Linked DNA regions of Sus scrofa: region 2 is linked to region 1. A link is a contact called in public targeted proximity ligation data. All regions are on one chromosome and are shown on one strand. The core of a region is the stretch at or near the end of the contact, and the rest is flanking DNA. Distances in the headings are between cores, read along the strand shown. Region 1 holds the start of KIAA1211L. Region 2 holds the start of LOC100524554 (cytochrome c oxidase assembly factor 5).

Region 1 (4,212 bases), core at 763-3,262:
GAAGTGGATGCCATTCGTAGAAAAGCAGCCTGTTCAGCACAGGGAGTGCAGCTTGTGGGTTCAAACCCTGGCTCTGCCCACTTCTTCCTGCCAGATCTTGGGCCCCTCGTTCCTCTATAACAGGGAGAAAAGAGCAGAGCCTTGAGTGTAAAATGGGATAATAGGGGAGTTCCAGTCGTGGCGCAGTGGTTAACGAATCTGACTAGGAATCATGAGGTTGCAGGTTCAATGCCTGGCCTTGCTCAGTGGGTTAAGGATCTGGCGTTGCCGTGAGCTGTGGTGTAGGTCAAGGACTTGGCTTGGATCCCATGTTGCTATGGCTCTGGTGTAGGCCAGCGGCTGCACCTCTGATTGGACCCCTAGCCTGGGAACCTCCATATGCTTTGGGAGTGGCCCTAAAAAGTGCAAAAAGACAAAATAAAAAAAAAATAAAAATAAAAAAAATAAATAAAATGAGATAATAGCAGGTCTTCGTCTCAGGGCTCTCCTGGGGACTGAGTGTTTAAATGAGTGAGAAATTGTAGATGGCTTAGAACATCCCCTGGAGGTGGATAAAAACGTGTTCCCAGATGAGGTACAATACGTTTAGAGGCAGCACAGCCTTCTTTGCCTAATCTGTGAGGTTCTCCTTCCCTGGGAGGAAGTGGTCAAATTTGGCTAAGAGATTTTCTAGAGTTTGGGAAAAAAAAAAAAATAATAACCCTGTGCTCTGAGCTTTATAGTTGTCTGCATAGGTTTTCAGAAACTCTGCATGGAGGCTGTTTCCTTGGAACTTCTGGCAAAACTTTACTGACAGCCTTTTCTCAACCCAGCTTCATGGTTTCATCCAAGAAGCATTAAGGAGGGAAAAATCTCCCCTGAAGACCACAGGGCAGGACCCTGGGGGTGGGTGGGTGGGGTGCAGGGCATTCTTTCTTTCTATGCTTTTAAAGCACAAAGGTGCTGGCTCTACTGGTTGCCAGATAATTTCCCGTTTTCCTGGCCTATTCACCACTTTCTATTCTGGGTGTTGACACCATGTTCTTTCTTAACTAATCACCAAGAACTTCAGAAAGTTCCTCTCAAAGCCTCCTAAGAATCTCAAAAGCCACCCGCAGCACATGCAAACAAAGCCAGAACTTGAAGATATTCTGGCAACAAATGAACTCCGTAGGTAGAAAGGTGATTTATGGAGTCAATAAACATTTACCAGCTACAACAAAAAATAAATGTGATTTTGAACAGTGAGGAGCAGAGGCTCAAGGTGGGAGAGGAGAGAAGGGGTGTGTAGGTTCGTTTGGAGTTGTTCAGTTTAGTTCGAGGATTCTGAAAAAAGCAAACACCCTCACCCCCCAACAGAGACATTGTCTGATTGTCATGAGTCACCTGTCCATTGTGAGCACAAGTTACTAACTTGGGGTCTATTGGTTGATTCACAATATATTTCTGTTCCTTTCACAAAGGGAATTTAAAGCACTTAAGGGCAAAAGCGGCTTTTAAGAGGATGGCTTGTAGCAGAGGGCTTAAACACACACACACAAAATTTTTAAAGTAAACTTGTCTTTATATGCTCAAGTAAATGAGATGTCTTTAGCTTCTTTTCCCTGCCTCTGATTCTTCTATTTGGGATTCTGATCGCGTTTAAAGCCAGAGGTGGAGAGAGCCCCTTCTAGCGTTCTGCCCTGCTCTGCGGCGGGTAGCGGTACAAACCCGGGCTTCTCCAGTCCCGTGTCCCCAGGGAAAAATCCCCAGACCCACAACCTCAGGATGCGGCACAGACTTGGGGGTGGGGCGACACATAACAGCTCGGACATTCCTGGTGATTCAGATGTCAGGTGTCACTGAAATGTCACTCTGGGACTCTAGCATGAGCTCTTCTAGCCGGCGTGAGGATTTCTTTAGAGTCAGCTGTAACGGCCCCGGTTCCCTGCGGGTCACAGTTCACATGCATCTCCCCCACCCCCCTGCCGGGAAAGTTCGCGGCTCTGGAGGCACGTGCTTGGGACGGGCTGTTCCTGCCACAGGAGGCCAGCATGTTTCCTAAGACGCTCTCCTGTCACGGGCCAGCCCGTCTCCACAGGAAAGAAAGGGGAGCCCGCGAGGCTGAGAAATCGTCAGCAGCCTTTCTTCCCACACTTGCAGTGTCACAACAATGATTCACCCCAAGACAGGGCGGCAGCTTCCCTAATTAGCCCGGAGACGCTCCGGACCCACACGGTTATTTAAAAAAACCAGCAAACTTTTACTTTTATTCAAATGCACAATTCCCACCCGTGGGCAACCGGCTCTTCGAGGAGGATGCGGAGCCCCCAGGTAATGCCGAGGCGAAGGCTGGAGTCGCGGCCGCATCCGCAACCCGGCGAGGGCGCCTTGTCCTCTGGGCCAAAGAGGTCCCCGACGCCCCGCGGCCCCGACAGCGCCGCCGCCCGCCTTCCGCCCGGCGCCGCCCCCGTGAGCTCGCGGCCGACTCAGCGGGGCGGCGGGAGCGGCGCGCCGCTGGGGAGGGAGGTGCGCGCGGCGGGCGAGCGAACCGAGCGGCGTCCGCCCCCGCCGCGCCGGGAGCAGCCGAGCCGAGCCGAGCCGGCGCGCCCGGGCCGGGGAGCGCGCGCCGAGGCCGGGCGAGGGCCGGCGCCCGAGGGTCGTGCCCGCGCCTGCGCCCGCGCCCGCGCCCGGCTCTCGGGCCCGGACCCCGCGGCTGCGAGGCCGGGCGGCCACCTGCTGCGTCCTGTGCCGGCCAGGCGTCCGCGCGGCGTCGGGCGGGGGCCGGAGCCCCGTCGCCCCCACCCCGCCGACCGAGCCTCGGGCGCTTGGCGGAGCCCGCCGCGCTCCCGTGCAGGTACCGGGCCGGGGTTGGTTGCGAGGGCGGGGAACGGGGGGCATCGAGGGGAGACCGGTGGCGCGGGGATCCAGGTGGGAGCGGCGCCGGGCAGGCCGGCCAGGTGTGTTGGGTCGCCGAGGGCGGGGCGCTGTCGCCAGGTGCTCCTCGGCCCGTGGACGCGACGTCCTTCCCCGGCCGCCTTTCAGGGCAGCTCGGACCCGGGACCCAGACCAGCCGGCTGCGCTCGCACCAGTGGCTGAAGTTTCCCTTTGCTCACTTTGCCGGACTCAACTTTGCGTCGCAAGGTGAAGCCTCGCCATTGATCTTGATCGCGTTCGGAAACGAGGAGAGGGGGAGACCTTCTGCCGGGTTGAAGTTGGCAGTAGACAAAGTGTGCCTTCTAAAGTCGCTAAGGGCCACGGCCGGCACGAGAAAATAGTGGACAGAGTCATTAACCGTTCCCTTCTGCTTCAGGTAATGGTTTATTTCTTATTCAGTTTTGAGGCTTTGATTACAAGCCACCAGTGAGAGAGTCGGGGTGGATCTAAGAAATGTTCAAATTCTTAGTCAGCACATATTTTGTTCAACAGGCAGGGCTTTAATACGAGGCGACAAGTGATCAGAGCTTAAGCGGTTACTCCAGTGTGGTAGTTACCGCCTAAGCTTTGGCTTTTGAAATGCAAAGTGAAAAGGAATGCCATCGTTTGGATTGCACTGGCGTAGGTAGTACAGGCGGCACAGGCGGCAGCTGGCTTCGTGTCACTGCTAAATACTTAAGTTTGAGCCAGAAATCCGTCAAGTGGGAGACAAGCTGCTGTGTGATCCTTGTAGAGCCCACCCTGCACCTTCCCAAACTGATATCTTAAAATATCCTGCTCCCTTATTCAAGTCTGCACGCTTCCCTCATTTACATAACAGGCGCACGTGACCCCGGAATAGAATCTGTTTAGACTCCACCTGGAGTGATGGAGCATCATGGTCACACCTTAGGGCCCTTTGAGGTCAGAACATTGCAAGGAAGAAACATATCTAGAGGCAGTAGTGTGGCTTCTGGGGGCCCTGCCTTTGGGGGCCGGTGGGGGAGGATTGAGCCTGGCTAGGTTCCTGGCTCTGGCCCAGTGATGGGCTGAGCCATATTGGAGCCTAAAGCAGAAAGGAAAGTTGGTAATACACATCCTGTCCTTATTTAAAATGGGGATATTTGGTACAGTGTGAGTTTTGTGGTTAGTTTTAATGTTTTAAAACACTTGACAGTAACATTTATCTTTGGAGGGTTTTTTTTTTTTTTTTGGTAGCCCCTTAAATTTTGTGCCTGGAGCCAGTGCCTCACCCTAGTTCTAGACTTGTCTGTAAGTCAAGTTTCTTGATCTCTCTGAACACCAGTTTCTTTATTTATAAAATCAAAAAAGTGGCTC
Region 2 (4,065 bases), core at 777-3,276, 330 kb after region 1:
TGGAACGGAGTGCCCGTTGTGGCGCAGTGGAAACAAATCCGACTAGTATCCATGAGAATTCGGGTTCAATCCCTGGCCTCACTCAGTGGGTTAAGGATCTGGCATTGCCATGAGCTGTGGTATACGTCACAGACGTGGCTCGGATTCTGTGTTGCTGTGGCTGTGGTGTAGGCCAGCAGCTGTAGCTCGGATTTGACCTCTGGCCTGAGAACTTATGTATGCCTCAGGTGCAGCCTTAAGAAAAAAAAAAAAGACATGGGGTGACTCTGTCCTCTGCTTTTCAAAGTTCTGAGGAAACAGGTTACTCTGGCATCTGCTTGGGACCTTCAGAACCAGGAAGAATACCACTTTCCGTCTTGTGAGATTTGTGAGGCTCCAGAAAGGCAGAAACAGTTTCAGAGATCCTCAAATTGTGACCTGTGACATGATGATAACAAAAGACTCTCGAAATGACAAGTCCGACCTGAAAGACTCAATTTATTCTTTAACTTTATTGCAAAAAAACTAACACTTACCACAGAGCCAGACACTTAATAGGACCAAGAAAGCAGGGTCATCTCTGGCCCACTGATCCTTTGTCTGCTTTCGGTAATGGAAGTTTCTGTAAACTCTCTGTGGGGACGTGAACAGGTAGAGCATTTGCCAGGCTGCAAACTCAAAGTCCATTTGCCGAAAACGAAAAAGCCTGCGCAGGTATTTGTAGCGTTTTGCTCCAGCTGTGTGCCTCGCTGCATCCCTGGAATTCAGTGCTCCATTCCCCTGGGATAGGGAATTCACTGAAGTACTTGGTAACATCTTCCTAGATGGAAGAGAAAAAACTCTTTTACAAGTTATCCGAAGGAATGGCTGGCTAGCACCCCTCTTCTGAATTATTTAGGTGGGAGATCACTTTACATTTGGGCTCGGATCCTTAAGAAGAGGGCTTAAAAGGGGATGCAGGTGGTTTTGAGGCCGGTTTGGGGGCTGGAGAACTGATTACACTTCAGGCAAGGGCTGCCCCACGCCCTTCTGAACTGTTACACGGTCCATCCATTCCCCACACTTCGCTTCCCTAGATCCTCAACCACGGTCCCAGCGAGCTACTGCTGAGAGCGACAACGGAGGCGCTGGAGGATGAAGTGACCCTCTTAAGAGCAGAGCTAGTGTTGGAAACAAACTTCCAACTCACGTACTCTGGCTCAAAATTCCACCCTTCAATTTTTGCTCTTAACCAACTAAGGCTTTTAGGGGAAAGCCTTTGCTTAAGCCAAACAGAAACCATGTTATGGACGAGGTAAAATAAATGCCCTATCAGACAGGTCCATCAGTGTATAACCAGCACGTAATTCATTCCCTAGAATGTGATGTCAAAACAAACCAAAACTCCAAAGTAAGTGGTTTAGGTGGGGAATGACAGCGTGGGAGTCCAGCCCCCACGCTCCGTGCCAGCAGCTCAGTGCCCAGTTTCACGCCCCAGGCCACCGGGACGCCAGCAGCGCCTTCCAGGCCCAGCTGCTTCCCGCTGACCCGGGCCGCGGATAGAACGGCCAGATTAAGCATAAAAACACTGGGCGCCCAGTTACATCTGGATTTCAAATACAGGAGTAATTTTTAGTATAAGCAGGTCCCAAACACTACGTGGCACATACGCATAGCAAAACATTACTGAATTATCTGAAATTCAACTGTAACTGGCCTCCTTGATTTTGCCTGGCAGTCCTACCACAGGCCGAGCAGCCGGACCTGGGCGCGGTCACTCTAGGGCCAGGTGACCCAGGGCAGTGAGACGGCAGAGGAAAAGGCCCGGGGCGAGCCCAAGACGTGCGCGGAACCGACGATCGGCAGGTCTCACCTAGAGCCCCGCGGCGACCTCCACCCGCTCCAAACTGACCCAGCACATCCGCGCAGCAGCCGAGCTCAGCAGCCGCTGGACCAACTTCCCTTTCAGCAACGTCGGCGACGCTGGAGGCGCACCACGTCACGTGACCCAGTTTCGCCGCGCGTGCGCAAGCGCGGCCTCTGGGTCTCGCCCTCCAAAGCGCGCTCGCCGGAAGTGGTTGCTGCCGGCTTCCGGTTCCGCCCTGTGCGGGGTCGCTGGCGTCTTACCGTGTCGGGCTCGGTTGCAGACTCGTGTGTGTCCCGGCCGCGGCGGGCGGGAGGCGCGGTCATGCCTCGGTATTACGAGGACAAGCCGGAGGGCGGCGCGTGCGCGGGCGTGAAGGAGGACCTGGGCGCGTGTCTGTTGCAGTCGGACTGCGTGCTCCAGGTAGCGCGGCCGGGGGCTCGGGGTGACCGAAGCCCGAAGCGGGAGGCGGGGCCGGCGAAGGGCCCCGCTCAGGCCGCTGGCGGTTAAAAGACGTGCCTCTGAGTTCTCCGACCTGGGTATTGAGCGCCGCAACAACTTAATGAATTTGGGCAAATCCGCTGTCTAAGCCTCACTTTCCAACGGTGTGAAATTGGAGATAAAGATACCTCCCTATTGGTTTTTGTAAAAGGGAAACCGTTTCAGTTGCGAAAATAGGCATTGAATGCTGCCACTCTGCTAGGTTTTGGAGGCATGAAGGAGAATAGACAGGTTTCCTATTCAACTGATAAGAATCAGTAAGTTAGAGCTTGGCACACTGTGTTGGCTAGTAGCTTCGTTTTTCTCTGTTCAGTTGTGGCTGAAAAGATACTATGTTTTGCCTTGTGTTGGTTAGAATTTGTTGTTGAGCTGGAGTTCCGTGCACTCCTGGGTAAGTTGTAAGCGCCTTTTCTCCACTTTGTATCTTAGAGCTCCCCCTACTGCTGGTTTTGTGCGGTAATGGAAGGTTATTCTCAGGTTTTTCCGTCACTACAGCCACAGCTCTTCTCAGGAGCCAATTTGAATGCAGTGGGTTTCAGAGCTGACGGGGGAGCTGGGTTCTGGCCTGAAAACCAATTAAAGCACAAAAACATTTTCCAATTAAAACAGCCTGGTGAGAGGGTAGTCAGTAATTATTTTTGCATTTGGAGATATGATTTCAGAAAGTTGCCCTCGGAGTTCCCATTGTGGCTCAGCGGGTAACAAACCCGACAAGTATCCTTGAGGCTCGGGTTCCATCCCTGGCCTTGCTCATTGGGTTAGGTATCCGGCGTTGCTCTGAGCTGTGGTGTTGGTCCCGGACTCGCCTCGGATCCTGTGTGGCTCTTGATTCGACTCCTACCCTGGGAACTTAAGTGTGCCACTCGTGGGGCCCTTAAAAAAAAAAAGAAGAAGAAAAAGGTTGCCCTTATTTCAAAGAAAAAAATAACTACCCCCAGAGGTTATATCAGGTGTTTCTACTGATTTCTGCTTTACGTTTGGTTCCCTGATTGGGGCGGTTGGCCAGACTGGCCTCCCGGTGTCTGGTAAAACTTCAGAGCAGATATGAATGTAAGAGATTATCTGTACAACTTGGTCATTCAGCTGAGGAGACTGAGGTGCCCTGTCCCCGGCTGTTTCCTTCCTGCTGCTTCATTGGTGCATGTATTCAGGCAGCTCCTAGTAAATACCTACTAAGTGGCAGCAATTATACCAGGCACAGGTGATGCAGAGATGAATTAGTTACAATCACTACCTGCATCGGCTTGGTCTGATGGGAAGAACAGATGTGTAAGGGGCTAACTTCCTGTGATAAGGGTAATGTAAGCAATTAGGAAATCTTGTTTAATGGGTAGGGGAGGAAAATGCCTTGGGCACCCAATGGAGAGCAACTTACTTGGAATTTGGAAACTTGTCACGGATGAGGTGATATTTGATCTGAGCCTTAAAGATTGAGTAGTGGTTTATTAAGTAAAGGAGTGGGGGCTGTGGAGGTTGTGGGGAGAATCTGAGAGAACAGCATTGCAGAAACAGGGAGGTGTGGGGGCGCTATGGGGAGCTGGCGCCATGCTGGCCTGTAGCCTGGGCAACGTGACCTGAGGCTTGAGTGGAAGGTCACCATGTGTGAAGGCTCTTGTGTGTCAGAGTGAGGAGCTCGGGCACAGAGCAGGACTGAGGAAGGAAACTCTGGAAGTGGCAGAGGAATACTGGTGGCTAGGAGAATAGGAAGTTGGTTTTTTGCCGTGACTGGTTGATTTAGCAAA

The links.
Region 2: a targeted proximity ligation map of alveolar macrophages shows a contact between it and region 1. A contact is called at or near these places in 2 of 2 datasets of targeted methods (alveolar macrophages and skeletal muscle).

What each region holds. Positions count from the first base shown.
Region 1 is chr3:55,348,478-55,352,689 of Sscrofa11.1, forward strand. KIAA1211L reads left to right here and starts at 2,013. Exons shown (of 12, transcript XM_021087220.1): 1 at 2,013-2,292; 2 at 3,004-3,271.
Region 2 is chr3:55,675,016-55,679,080 of Sscrofa11.1, forward strand. It overlaps LOC100524554 (cytochrome c oxidase assembly factor 5), which reads left to right and starts at 2,027. Exons shown (of 3, transcript XM_005655200.3): 1 at 2,027-2,245. The coding sequence starts at 2,147. UNC50 (protein unc-50 homolog) reads right to left here and starts at 1,980. Exons shown (of 7, transcript XM_013987864.2): 1 at 1,832-1,980; 2 at 516-799; 3 at 346-417. The coding sequence starts at 795.